Regions from separate parts of the Mus musculus genome. Here regions 1, 3 and 4 are each linked to region 2. The links are chromatin contacts, called in public HiChIP or PLAC-seq maps. All regions are on one chromosome and are shown on one strand. The core of a region is the stretch at or near the end of the contact, and the rest is flanking DNA. Distances in the headings are between cores, read along the strand shown.

Evidence for each region. HiChIP or PLAC-seq counts read pairs in DNA pulled down with a chosen protein or histone mark.
Region 1: a contact with region 2 is called in a BATF HiChIP or PLAC-seq map of CD8 T cells, with 5 read pairs. The contact joins two enhancer-like sites. A contact is called at or near these places in 2 of 115 datasets of contacts at active chromatin or transcription factors (CD8 T cells and pancreatic cancer cells) and 2 of 9 other capture datasets (adipose tissue and embryonic stem cells).
Region 3: a CTCF HiChIP or PLAC-seq map of the NIH/3T3 cell line shows a contact between it and region 2, with 11 read pairs. The contact joins two enhancer-like sites. A contact is called at or near these places in 10 of 39 promoter capture datasets (the C10 cell line, the HPC-7 cell line, HPC-7-derived erythroid cells and 7 more), 1 of 15 datasets of contacts at CTCF or cohesin (the NIH/3T3 cell line), 4 of 484 Hi-C or Micro-C datasets (CD4 T cells, the N1E-115 cell line, bone marrow-derived macrophages and 1 more), 8 of 115 datasets of contacts at active chromatin or transcription factors (bone marrow-derived macrophages, embryonic stem cells, large pre-B cells and 1 more) and 3 of 9 other capture datasets (adipose tissue, liver and pancreatic islet).
Region 4: a contact with region 2 is called in an H3K4me3 HiChIP or PLAC-seq map of bone marrow-derived macrophages, with 4 times the contacts expected there. The contact joins two enhancer-like sites. A contact is called at or near these places in 1 of 484 Hi-C or Micro-C datasets (the G1E-ER4 cell line) and 2 of 115 datasets of contacts at active chromatin or transcription factors (bone marrow-derived macrophages and pancreatic cancer cells).

Annotation. Positions count from the first base shown.
Region 1 is chr5:64,295,844-64,298,543 of GRCm38.p6, reverse strand. The region is part of intron 14 of Tbc1d1 (TBC1 domain family, member 1); the gene reads right to left. Among named protein-coding and RNA genes, the nearest start is that of Gm38634, 40 kb to the right of the region's middle. Within about 2 kb of position 1,278, at least 169 of the 459 cell types and tissues checked have an H3K27ac peak or open chromatin away from gene starts, as enhancers often do. A contact at or near this core is called in CD8 T cells, where this site is marked.
Region 2 is chr5:64,069,656-64,072,355 of GRCm38.p6, reverse strand. No RefSeq gene overlaps it. Among named protein-coding and RNA genes, the nearest start is that of Pgm2, 22 kb to the left of the region's middle. Within about 2 kb of position 1,450, at least 109 of the 459 cell types and tissues checked have an H3K27ac peak or open chromatin away from gene starts, as enhancers often do. A contact at or near this core is called in CD8 T cells, the N1E-115 cell line, the NIH/3T3 cell line and 2 more, where this site is marked.
Region 3 is chr5:63,935,487-63,938,186 of GRCm38.p6, reverse strand. It overlaps Rell1 (RELT-like 1), which reads left to right. Exons shown (of 7, transcript NM_145923.4): 2 at 154-381; 3 at 2,093-2,164. Among named protein-coding and RNA genes, the nearest start is that of Rell1, 32 kb to the left of the region's middle. Within about 2 kb of position 1,281, at least 76 of the 459 cell types and tissues checked have an H3K27ac peak or open chromatin away from gene starts, as enhancers often do. A contact at or near this core is called in the N1E-115 cell line, the NIH/3T3 cell line, bone marrow-derived macrophages and 1 more, where this site is marked.
Region 4 is chr5:64,210,130-64,212,829 of GRCm38.p6, reverse strand. The region is part of intron 2 of Tbc1d1 (TBC1 domain family, member 1); the gene reads right to left. Among named protein-coding and RNA genes, the nearest start is that of Gm46913, 36 kb to the left of the region's middle. Within about 2 kb of position 1,324, at least 52 of the 459 cell types and tissues checked have an H3K27ac peak or open chromatin away from gene starts, as enhancers often do. A contact at or near this core is called in bone marrow-derived macrophages, where this site is marked.

The DNA of each region.
Region 1 (2,700 bases), core at 29-2,528, 230 kb before region 2:
TGCTGCCCTCCTCCCCCGCCCACCTGCCTTGTGGGTATATGTCGCTGAAATTCTAGTCCCGCCCACCTATTACACAATGCTTATCTGGGTGTGATCTAAGGCTGGAATCCATGAAAGGAAGCCTGTGAGTTGGGAAACACTTTTGTGCTTGCTCGGAAGAGGGGATGAGGAAGTTTAAGCATAGAGGGATGCTATGAAACAGAAGTTTAAACTAGTGGACCCAGTCCTTGCCCGACTCCTATAATGTTCAGCTTGTTAAATGTGAAATTGTGGCCTCTCTCCATGGAAAACACAGCACTAAGGCTTTCCTGACCAGGCAAACATCCTGGACATATCAGCTTAAGAGACAGCATCGTCCTTAGGTATCCGCAACTGTTGAGGCAGCTGGCAGACTGAGGCAACCAAGCAAATGGCCACACATAGTCTAAGGGACCAGAAGATGTCTTTTTGACAATATGACTCTTCTGCAAAAATGACAGCCTCTGTGATGTTAAGTGTGAGCTGAACATAGGTGTGGCAGTAAAGCCTATAATCCAAGCACTCAGGAGGACTTCTGAGGTCAAGGCTGGTCTGGCCTACACTGCAAGAGTTTGTGTCAGAAAACAAAGCTGAACAATGTGGCTGCCATTTGTAGGGGAGGTGCCTACTTTTGTTTTCTAAATCCCCAAAGAGAAGAGGCTGTCTGCATCCTATGTGATTACAGCTTCCACTGACTGGTCCACATCCCTCCTATCAGGTAGACGCTGTCATTACTCTATGCTATACCTGCATATCTATGGAGGACATCGCAAAACCAGTGTTAGCCACACAGGTCACAGAGGAGCCACAATGGGGTAATCACCTCACTAGACTGACCACTAGCAAATTAACCAGAAAATAGCAAGAGAAGATGTGTGTGTGTGTGTGTGTGTGTGTGTGTGTGTGTGTGGAACCCTAGGGCACCGGGAAAGCACCAATGCTGTGAAAAGAGTGTGGCACATTAAAAATACAAGGGTCATTTGGTCAGGCGCCTCACTTCTGGCATTTGCACCAAGGTTCACAGTTAGTCACAACTGCTAAGAAATGGGTACTAAAAAAGGCCAGTCAATATAAGTAAGCAAAACCACACGTGGCACACAAAACACTGCAGGTATAATTTGACCTTGAAAGGGAAAACCTGCTATGAGCTAGCAAGAGGAAACTACTTAAATAAACTTGAAACAAGAAGACAAAGGCTGCCTTTCACAGGAACCATGTAAAGTAGCCACATTCATAGAAATAGAAAGTAGAACAAAGGTTAGTGTGGGCTGGGGACAGGGGAGGGTGCTAATGGCTTTAAGGGTTTCACTTTTACAAGAGGAAACTCACAACCAAAGCTGAGCATCTCAGCCGCTTCGAGGTGTAAGTGTGTGTTTTACACACAAACCAATGCCAGGGCACTACTCTGATCTGCGAGTACCTCCAAGGTCACGCAAGTACCTCCAAGGTCACCAAGTACCTCCAAGGTCACCCAAGTACCTCCAAGGTCACACAAGTACCTCCAAGGTCACCCAAGTACCTCCAAGGTCACCCACTTTCTCTCAAATGGCCAGAAGCAAATTATTATCACAGCGGGTCTTAGTAACCAGCATGGAATCTTACTTTTTAGTTTTTTTCCTTTTAAACAAGTCTTGCAATGTGGTACAATCTGCCCTTGAACTCTCTGCTCCTCCTGCCTCAGCCTCCAGAGACTATGGGAGTGCCCTCTCACACCAGGCCTAGAGTTTTGCTTTGCTTTGAAAACAAAGGCTTGCAGGCTGGAACGGGGCAGTGGAAAGAGCCTACAGATTCCCCTCTGGAGCACCACAGCTGGGAAGGGGAGGAGGGCATGAGAGGAAGAGGCCCGGCATGAGGAAGACTTCTGTAAGCCCGCGGCCTCCCAAAGGTCCCATCACTTTGACATCACAGCAGTCCAGAGCTCAGCATCTCCGTGTGGATGTGTGTGGAAAGTTCCCCGTTCTTTTCTGAAGACTCCCACTTCTGCCTTGTGTGGGAGGCCTGAGCTCTGAGGAGCTGTGCAATGCTGCCCCCTCACAGCTCCACAGTGACCATAACACATCTGACACAACAAGGAGCTGAGATAGGGACCAGGCACGGAGCTGAGAGGAGACAAGCAGGGCAGCCCCGCTAGCCCATGCTAGACCATGCTAGCCCATCTCCAAGCATCTGACAGGCTACTCTGTAAATGGTCCCCAAAGAACACTGATCCCAGACTCTTCTAAGTAAAGGACAAATGAAGACTGCTGTGAGCACTGGAGCTATTAAAGGACAAATGAAGACTGCTGTGAGCACTGGGGCTATGGGTCTCGGTCTTCTCATATATAAAGTGAGGCACTATAAGAATTTTCTTGTTTTGTTTAAACATGAAAAAAAAATTCCAGGCTATCAAGAAGAACTTTTTACAATCTATAGCCTTAGGGTATTGATGACAAGATTTAATCAAGTACAAAAAGAATCTTTCCACCTTGCTTACCATCAGTGTCTGTAGAAATGGCTTGGTGCTAAGAGCATGTACTGTTCTTGCAGAGGACACAGTTTTGGTCCCCAGTACCCACACTGAGCTGTACCCACAGTGAGCTGGCTGGAGTCACCTGCTGATCTTAGAATTCAATAGCCACTGAGGAAGATGGGCTTATAGTCCTCCATTGTTTCCTGAGTGCCCTTAGGCACAGCTACACAGCA
Region 2 (2,700 bases), core at 201-2,700:
ATAGTTTTCAGGGGGAAAAAGCATCTTTTCACTTTCGAATCCCTTATTTCTAAGGAGCGATGTTTTGCCTCCTAGTCATCAGGGACTATAGCAAGCCTTCAAGCCAGCACATCTGTTTGCAGAGACTTTATGGTCTAATTACCCAGATGTTCTGTTGAGAGCTCTCCTCAAATTTAAGGTTGACATAAATATACATTTGGAACTAGAGAGAAAATATGGTATTTTTCATACTTATGTAGCCAAGTGCATTTTAGTGACAATTTTCATATTTTACACATCTTTTTATTGTTTGTATTGTCATTGTTCTTCCCAAAGCATTTTTTAAAATGTAATTTTTTTACACATGGGTAGCAATTAAAACATACATGGTTTTTGTATATTTGGAGTGCATGCACTTGTGCCTGTGTGCATCCATGTGTATGTGTATATGTGTGCACATGTGCACATCTTTCAGAGCACTCAAGTGGGGGTCATAGCATCAGCCTTGTCAGAAGATGCCATTAACCATAGAACCAGATCCCTGGTCCATGGATGGCAGCTTCAGAAATTGAACTCTAGCTGATAAGGAATTATCTTGACAATAGAAATGTTGATATAATAGATGATATTATATTAGGTTACAGTTTACTCTTATATAGCGTATCCCCAAGTAGAAATGAAAATGGGATAGAAAAATAAATTTACATAGGAAATTTCTTCATATTAAAAAGATACCTTTTAGGGATACATAAAACATTTCATGTTTATCTTCATAATCCCAGAACTCAAGAGACTGAGGCAAGATAATTATTGTGAATTAGAGGCTAGCTTCAGCTACATAGTGTGTTTACACACATACACTCACATCATATATATATATGTATATATATTAAAAGGCATAATTTTCTTTCTTTTTTTAAAAGTTAAATTTTTATGTGTATGTTTCTATGTCTATAAGCATTTATTTTACATGTATTCAAATGTCTATGAAGGCCAGAAGAAGGCAGTAGTTCTCCTGGAGTTGGAGGAGTCACAGATGGTTATCAGATTCCTGATGTGGGTGCTGGGAACTGAACTTGGATCCCCTCAGAGAGCATCATGTGCCCCTAACTGCTAAGTTAGCTCACTACCCAGGGGTTATTTTCTTTCAAAGTGATTCATTGCAAACCACAATTGTGTGCTTTATGAATAAGAATAAAACCCTCTTCAATGTACAAATGAAAAGCTACTGCCATAAATTCTACCAACTAAAAATCTATTTTTGTATCTCATGTTAGTTTGAAATCTTTGTAAAAGATTCCAGCTATTTTATTATTTCCTTTTCTTTTAATGATGACTTGAAATTTTACCGGTTCTGAGTGGAGAAACAGATTTTAGTTGGCTCAAAAATGGGTTTGTCTGCCAGCAAGATGACTCACTTACAAACACACTTGCCACCGAGCTAGATAGTCTGAGTTTGACTCCCAGAAACTAAGGTAGAAGGAGAAAACTGACTCTCACAGGCTGTCCCTGACTCAAACACACACACACACTTCTCCAGGGAAGAGCCCCCAAATTGGTTATCCAGTACCAAGTGATCAACACTGAAGTCACATACATACTATTAGCATTTTATGGGTTAAGCAGGTTGAATTTATATATTTAGGAATGTATGTATGAATATATATATATACACAAAGAAAAAAGGACATGATTTTGAGAGAGAGAGAGAGAGAGAGAGAGAGAGAACAAGAGCAAGCAAGATGGATGAGGTGGTTTGGTTTGGAGGAAGGAAAGAAGAGAATGATGTCATTATGTTTTAAGTTTTAATTTTGTACTCTTCATTATTCATTGAAGAACAAAACATGAACAGCAGGAAATGTAATCCAGCTAAAACCGGAAGTGATTTTGAGGTCAATCTCTATGCTGAGCTTTCCCGGTCTGTGTCTACTCTTTTCACAGCTGGGTAAACTGGGTTTTAAACAGCCCCCTGATTTGTCTTAAATCACACTTGCAGCAGCAATGAGTCAGATCTGCCAAACAGTTCCAGACTTACTATAGGATGGGGATCATCTTACTGGTGAGGTCCTTAGTGGGGCTTTAGCATGCCTTTTCTAGTTGGCTAGCTGGGAGGCACTGTTGTACAGGAAAAGCATGGAGAAGGGTGGAGGTGAGATCTGGCTTTTGCCACCTGGTGGCAGATCGTGGCAAATTACCAGCGGAATTAATGGGAACAGTGACCAAGAGTCAGGAGCTTAGAAGACATGCCCAGGGCTTCAACTCATAGTCATGGCCATCATTATGAGGAATATATTTTCATTGGGAATAATGTACTCTAGTGGTATGCTTTTAATATTAACTACATATTTTATTATTAACTTCTCATTGATGCTTTAATTCTCCATGTTTCCCTACATTCTCAGCAGAAGATCTCTTGGTATCCTCAGTTTCCCTCATTTGCAGCAGGAGGGAGAAACTGAACAAAGCTTTTACCGTCCACGTGCTCGAGAGCTAAAGAAAAATAAATATTGGCCCCTCAAAGGAAAGTCTTTCAGTCAGAATTATCTGCATCAGCCTTCTACAAGGCAGATCACCCTACAAGGCACATAGATATAGTTCCCAGTCCCCTAGTATGCACTCAAAATACTGAACCGAGAAATGATTGTCAGGAGTTGCAAACTGGTGGGGGCATGCATAAATGACAGTAAAATAAACATTTCCAAATGAGCAGATAAGAGTAGG
Region 3 (2,700 bases), core at 32-2,531, 130 kb after region 2:
AGCCTATGCTCGCACCCTTTATCCCCCTCTATCGGGATCCCCAGACCTGTGTACAGCTCGTAGCCTTTGAAGCACAAAACTTTGATGTAATGGAAATATTCCCAGAGCTTTGTCGCCATCACCTAACAGAGCCGTGTGTGTCCCTCTCTGTAGACAACACTGGTAGCCACACGTTACACTCCCGAGCAGAGACCACTCCATCGTCACCCACCAACAACCCTGGGAATGGACACCCGGAATACATCGCGTACGTGCTCGTCCCTGTGTTCTTCGTCATGGGTCTCCTTGGTGTCCTCATCTGTCACTTACTTAAGAAGAAAGGCTACCGGTGTACAACAGAGGCGGAACAGGAAGTCGAAGAGGAAAAGGTGGAAAAGATAGGTAAGTAACCTCTGCTTTAAAAGGAAATGGCTTGAGGAGTGGGTTCTAAGTGGAAAAAACAAAACTTCATATATAATCCATTTCTTTATGAGGAAAACTATTTTCTGCAGTAATCAGAGTTTGAAACCTTGCCTGCATTTATTGAATGCTTGCTGAGGGTTTACTTCAGAGCCTGGTAGCCCGGGACTGTTATTTGTATGGTATATATTTATTTCTAATTGTATTGACAGTGAATTTAATGAGGGTACCTTCTCTCCACTTTGAAGGGTTAATGTGAAATTTTGAGACAAGGTGTTTTGGTGATTGGCACTTACTCATAAGCCTAATCCTTGCTGTTACTTATTGAATCAAGATTCTAATAAGAACGGTAGGGACGTGAAACGGGTCTCATCGGGTTTGCTGTGTTAAGTATCACTGGAGGAGTTCTCATTGAAGTCCATGTGACTGAACTGTATATTATTAATGAATAGATGTTTGTCATAGTTCGGTAGAGCTGCAGCAAGAACTGGTGCTTCCATGTGAGTGTCAGGGCGCTCATCTTTCCCTCTGCACATATGTTGATAGCTTGTGGTGGGGTCACCTCCATCCACAGCATGTCTTCCTCACTGATATTCCTATCCAGTCCTGCCTGAGGGAGGTTTCCTGATGGGTCCCAGGACTGGCAGCTCACTCTTCATCCAGCTCAGCCCCTCTGTGCCATCTTTGCAGGGAGGTGACATTTGGAGTAGGTCACCCATGGAGCCTACCGGCAGGGAAGGTTTCTCAGTGGTGGCTTGCCAGCTTGCTGGACTGTTGGTTTTTCCACCCCCACTGACCTTTGAGGCTGGGGAACATGGGTGAACAGGATGAGTCACGCTCAGCGAATGAGCAAACCGGCCTTGAGTGTTTGTCAACAGAGCAGGGCCTCCCCCGCTGTTCCTTCTAACCCACGAAGCAGGCTGGCTCAGGCTGGCTCAGGCATCAGCCCCCACTGTGACTGTCCAAACATCTATAGGTCATAGGGGAGAAGCCTCCCTTGGGGTGCAGAGGACACTCCTGCAGGTACATGGGTGTGCTGTTGTCCCAGTCTGTACAATGTCTCAATCCAGTCTCAGCTGGTCCTGCTAAATAAATTATACAGATCGGTTTCCAAATGGAGGCTTGCCCCTCTTTCTCCGCCTGACTTGGCTGTCACGTGCTGGGTCCCCAAAGTAAACTGAGTCTGTAAACAAATAACCAGTGCCCAAATTTAGCTACCTTGTTTCAAAGGAAAAGAGAGTTTTATAAACATGGATGAATACTTAGTACTTACTTGTTCAGTTGAAACCATTAATCAGTAGGCCAGTTGTATACAGCATGTCTGAGATTCGATAAAACCTTTTCGTGATCCTTCTTCTTGTTTCTCCAGAGGGTTGAAGGTAATAAGGAAAGATAGGAGAACGTGGGGGCAGAGATACATGCACTCCTGTAGTGTCATGCAAAGCAAGGGGATGCTGGACAGTCCTGCGCCTTTTCTGTTTAATTTATAAATGCGTGTTCAGCCCAGGAATTCAAAAACGTGTGGCATCGGGAAGGTGGGGCTGAAGGATTAAAGCTAGACTCTTTGCACTGTGTGAGGGTGCTTAAACTTTCTGGAAGGTATTCGGCGAGGCCTTAGGCTCTCAGATAAATGTCTAGTTGACTTGTTGCAGGTGATGGATCGTAACGCCGCTCTGTCCTCTTTCTCTCTTAGAGTTGAATGACAGTATAAATGAGAACAGTGACACGGTCGGCCAGATTGTCCAGTACATTATGAAAAATGAAGGTAAGGATATCTTCGTGCTTTGGGGCATCTCAGTGTTATTTAAAAATCTCCTTAGAGTCAGAATTTGAATGGCTTCGCAGGGCTTTTACCTGAACTCTGTAACTCCTCAGCTTTTAGCACTGTCACAACAGGAGAGGTTGCCTTGGTGGTGTTTGGTGGCTTCAGCACAGCAAAGGGCCAGGAAGGTCGATAGCTTCTAGGCTGTGTATCACGTGACTTTATAAAGCCTCAGCTTCCTCCTATGGAGTGAGAGTTACATTACACAACTGTGTAGGGTAGCACAAGCGATGTGCTGGGAGTCATAAGGACTCACATCTTAGCTGGTTCTTGTGTTTCACATTTAAGGACATGAGTTTGAACTGGGAAGAAATTGAGGCATCCTGGTAAGAACTGGGGAGTGACGGCCAGGGCCCACGTGCCTGTAACACCAGCCAATGGGTGAACTGCAGGTTCAGTGAGAGAGCCTGTCTCCAAATAGGAGGAGAGTGATTGAGGAAGATGCCCACATGGACCTCTGCCCTCTGTGTGCACGCATA
Region 4 (2,700 bases), core at 75-2,574, 140 kb before region 2:
CACTTTCACCAGTATCAGCAAAACCCACAAACACGCAATGCTAACAAGCTTGTAATTTAGGAAATTCACTATGTCATGGAACTCAGCAACTACACAGGAACCCCTATGAGCCTCCCAGGTGATTCAGATTGACACCAGGTGCCACCTAGGTCTCCATCAAAGCCTCGAACCGAATCCAAGGCCCTGGCATGAAAGGAGAAGGAGAAGGAAAAGGGAAGTTTATCAACACTGACTAAGCAATCATTTTAAGACAACTGATACTTTAACTAGAAGTATTACCAGCTGCTATGATCTTTTTTCTCCTCTGCCCCAAGAAAGTAAGTTTGCGCCCTAGCTTCTAGGACTTCCTTCATGCCTTCATTTGTCTCCTGATGAGCTGGGAACAGAAGACGTGGGAAGATCCTGACCTGACCCTGGCCTTTCCCCCCTTCTCCTTTGCTATTTCCTGTCTCCTGTTTTGTCTACAGGAATAAACCATGCTCTCAGAATCTGCGGGCCTCCTTTTGAGAGGACTGAGCGAGCACGGAAAGCTGAAGTAGAATGGAGCAACATGACCACTTGTATTTAAACAAAATGCCAATGATGGTACAGACCACTGTTCCAATAAGGAACTTACACACTTAAGACACGCTCCGAGAGCTAGGATGACCGTTACACTCCTAGCACAGGATCTGAGAGCCAGGATGACCTCTTGCAAGGAGCCCAGACCTGAAGTCAGACAGACGTGCCTGGGAAGTTCAGTACCATCACTTTCTCTGGCAGTGAGATTTGGGCAAGTTACCTGATGCCTAAGCCCCTTTTCCCATACCCATACAACAAAAGCAACATCCACCCACCAGACCTGCAGAATGTTCCAAACCTCTCAAGAACAGTGCAGAATAGCCAAGGCATACAGCTCAGTTGAACAGTGTTTTCTAATTTCTAACTGGCTTTTGATTTCACTCCTTACTGCCCTTTAATAAAGCCACCTTTTTAAAAAAAATAAATAAATAAAACATAATCCACCCTGACTTCTATTCAACTCTCTCTATTCACCTCGGATCTGTTGGAAGTGGAACTTGCCTCAGCCCCCTTTCCGTTGCCATGACAGAATACCTGAGATGGCTACATTGAGAGATGAATAGAGGTTTGTTCAGCCCATACTTAGTTCCAAAGGCTTGGAAGTCCAAGATTAAAGTAGGTACACTCAGAGAGGGCTCGTGCTGCTTCTGCTCGTGGGAAAACAGAAGGGGAAGCTGGAACTGAAGACAAATTATAAGGGACAGCTTCACTGGGTGTCTTCCCACTCGCACAATATTGAGTCCAGTTCTGGTTTCTAGAGCTCAGCCTAAGCTGTGGGTCGCAACCTCATCGAGGGTTGCAAACTGAAAGGGGGGTGGGTGGGGAAGTCACAGTCAACTTGGTAGAAACAGGAAGTTTCTTAATATGTGATGGCTAAAAATTCTTTCAGAATCAAACACATAATGAATCCAAGGTGCTTCTGGCAGAGTTGATCCATATCACGTCATATAACTTTACCGTGGATTTGGTCTGAACATACTACAGATACACTTAGTGCTGGCAGTCTATCACACAAGGACCAGCCCTTGACATACCTTGTCTTGGATTAGAGACTACTATAAGCAATTAACTGCTGTGTTTTTGCTGTACCTACAGAGTTTTCCATCCTTAGGGAGCCATATGGTTTAGTTACAGAAAACAAAGCCTTACATGTTTACCCACTATCGGTTCTCAGCATTGAAAGTATCAAGTTAATGTATTTTTGGACTGTCTTACGTCAGTCTCCTTGCTTTTCATACTGATGTGTGGGCCACCCAGATGGCTCAGAGTAAGGGAAAGGCGATTGCTGATGTGGCTGATGATCTAACCTTGATCCCTGGGAGCCAGTAATGGAAAGAGAGAACTGATACCCAAACATGTCCTCTGACCTCTACATACATACTGTGACATGTATGCACACACACACACACACACGTACACAGACAACTTACAATAAATAACTAAATGTAATGGAAATTGAGAGAGAGAGTTAGTTAGTTAGTTAGTTAGTTAGTTTGTAGGCCACTTGTCTGTAGCCCAGCCCATTATGCTACAAACAGAAATGATTGCTAATTGGCCTCTTTGAAAGTATCTATGTTTTTGTTCTTGGTCCTGGACACTGAATTCAGTGCTATCCAAAAGTTGGGATAAGTTTTCTACCACTGAACTATATCCCCAACCCTCAAAACGTATTGACACATTCTATTTTATAAATGGCATTGGAATTCACTCTCTGCATTTATTTTTCCTCTATATGAGTCCTAGAGAGGAGACAAACAGCCGTGCTGGGCTGTAGAGGTGTGGAAGTAACCCCAGTCCTGAGGTGTTACAGAGAGGGCAGCCTTAGAGGTGCAAAAGATAGGACGCTTCTCTGTGGCGAAGGTCCAGCAAACCTCATTGCACAGAAGCAGCAACGATAAGCAAACAGCCTGGCAGTGGTGGGATCCGGCCCCATCTGAGGGGTGGAATACAGTGCAGAATCTTAAACCCAGAGGGAAAGGCACAAGAAACAAACAAACAAACAAACAAACAAACAAAAATTTCCAGCCCAAGGTCATCAAGGTTTCTGTCAAGCTAAGGTATCAGTCTAAGATGAAAGTGGCTTGCTCAGAAAAATGGGTTGTCTAGATGAATATGTGTTTGCTGAAGCAAGCTTTCTTC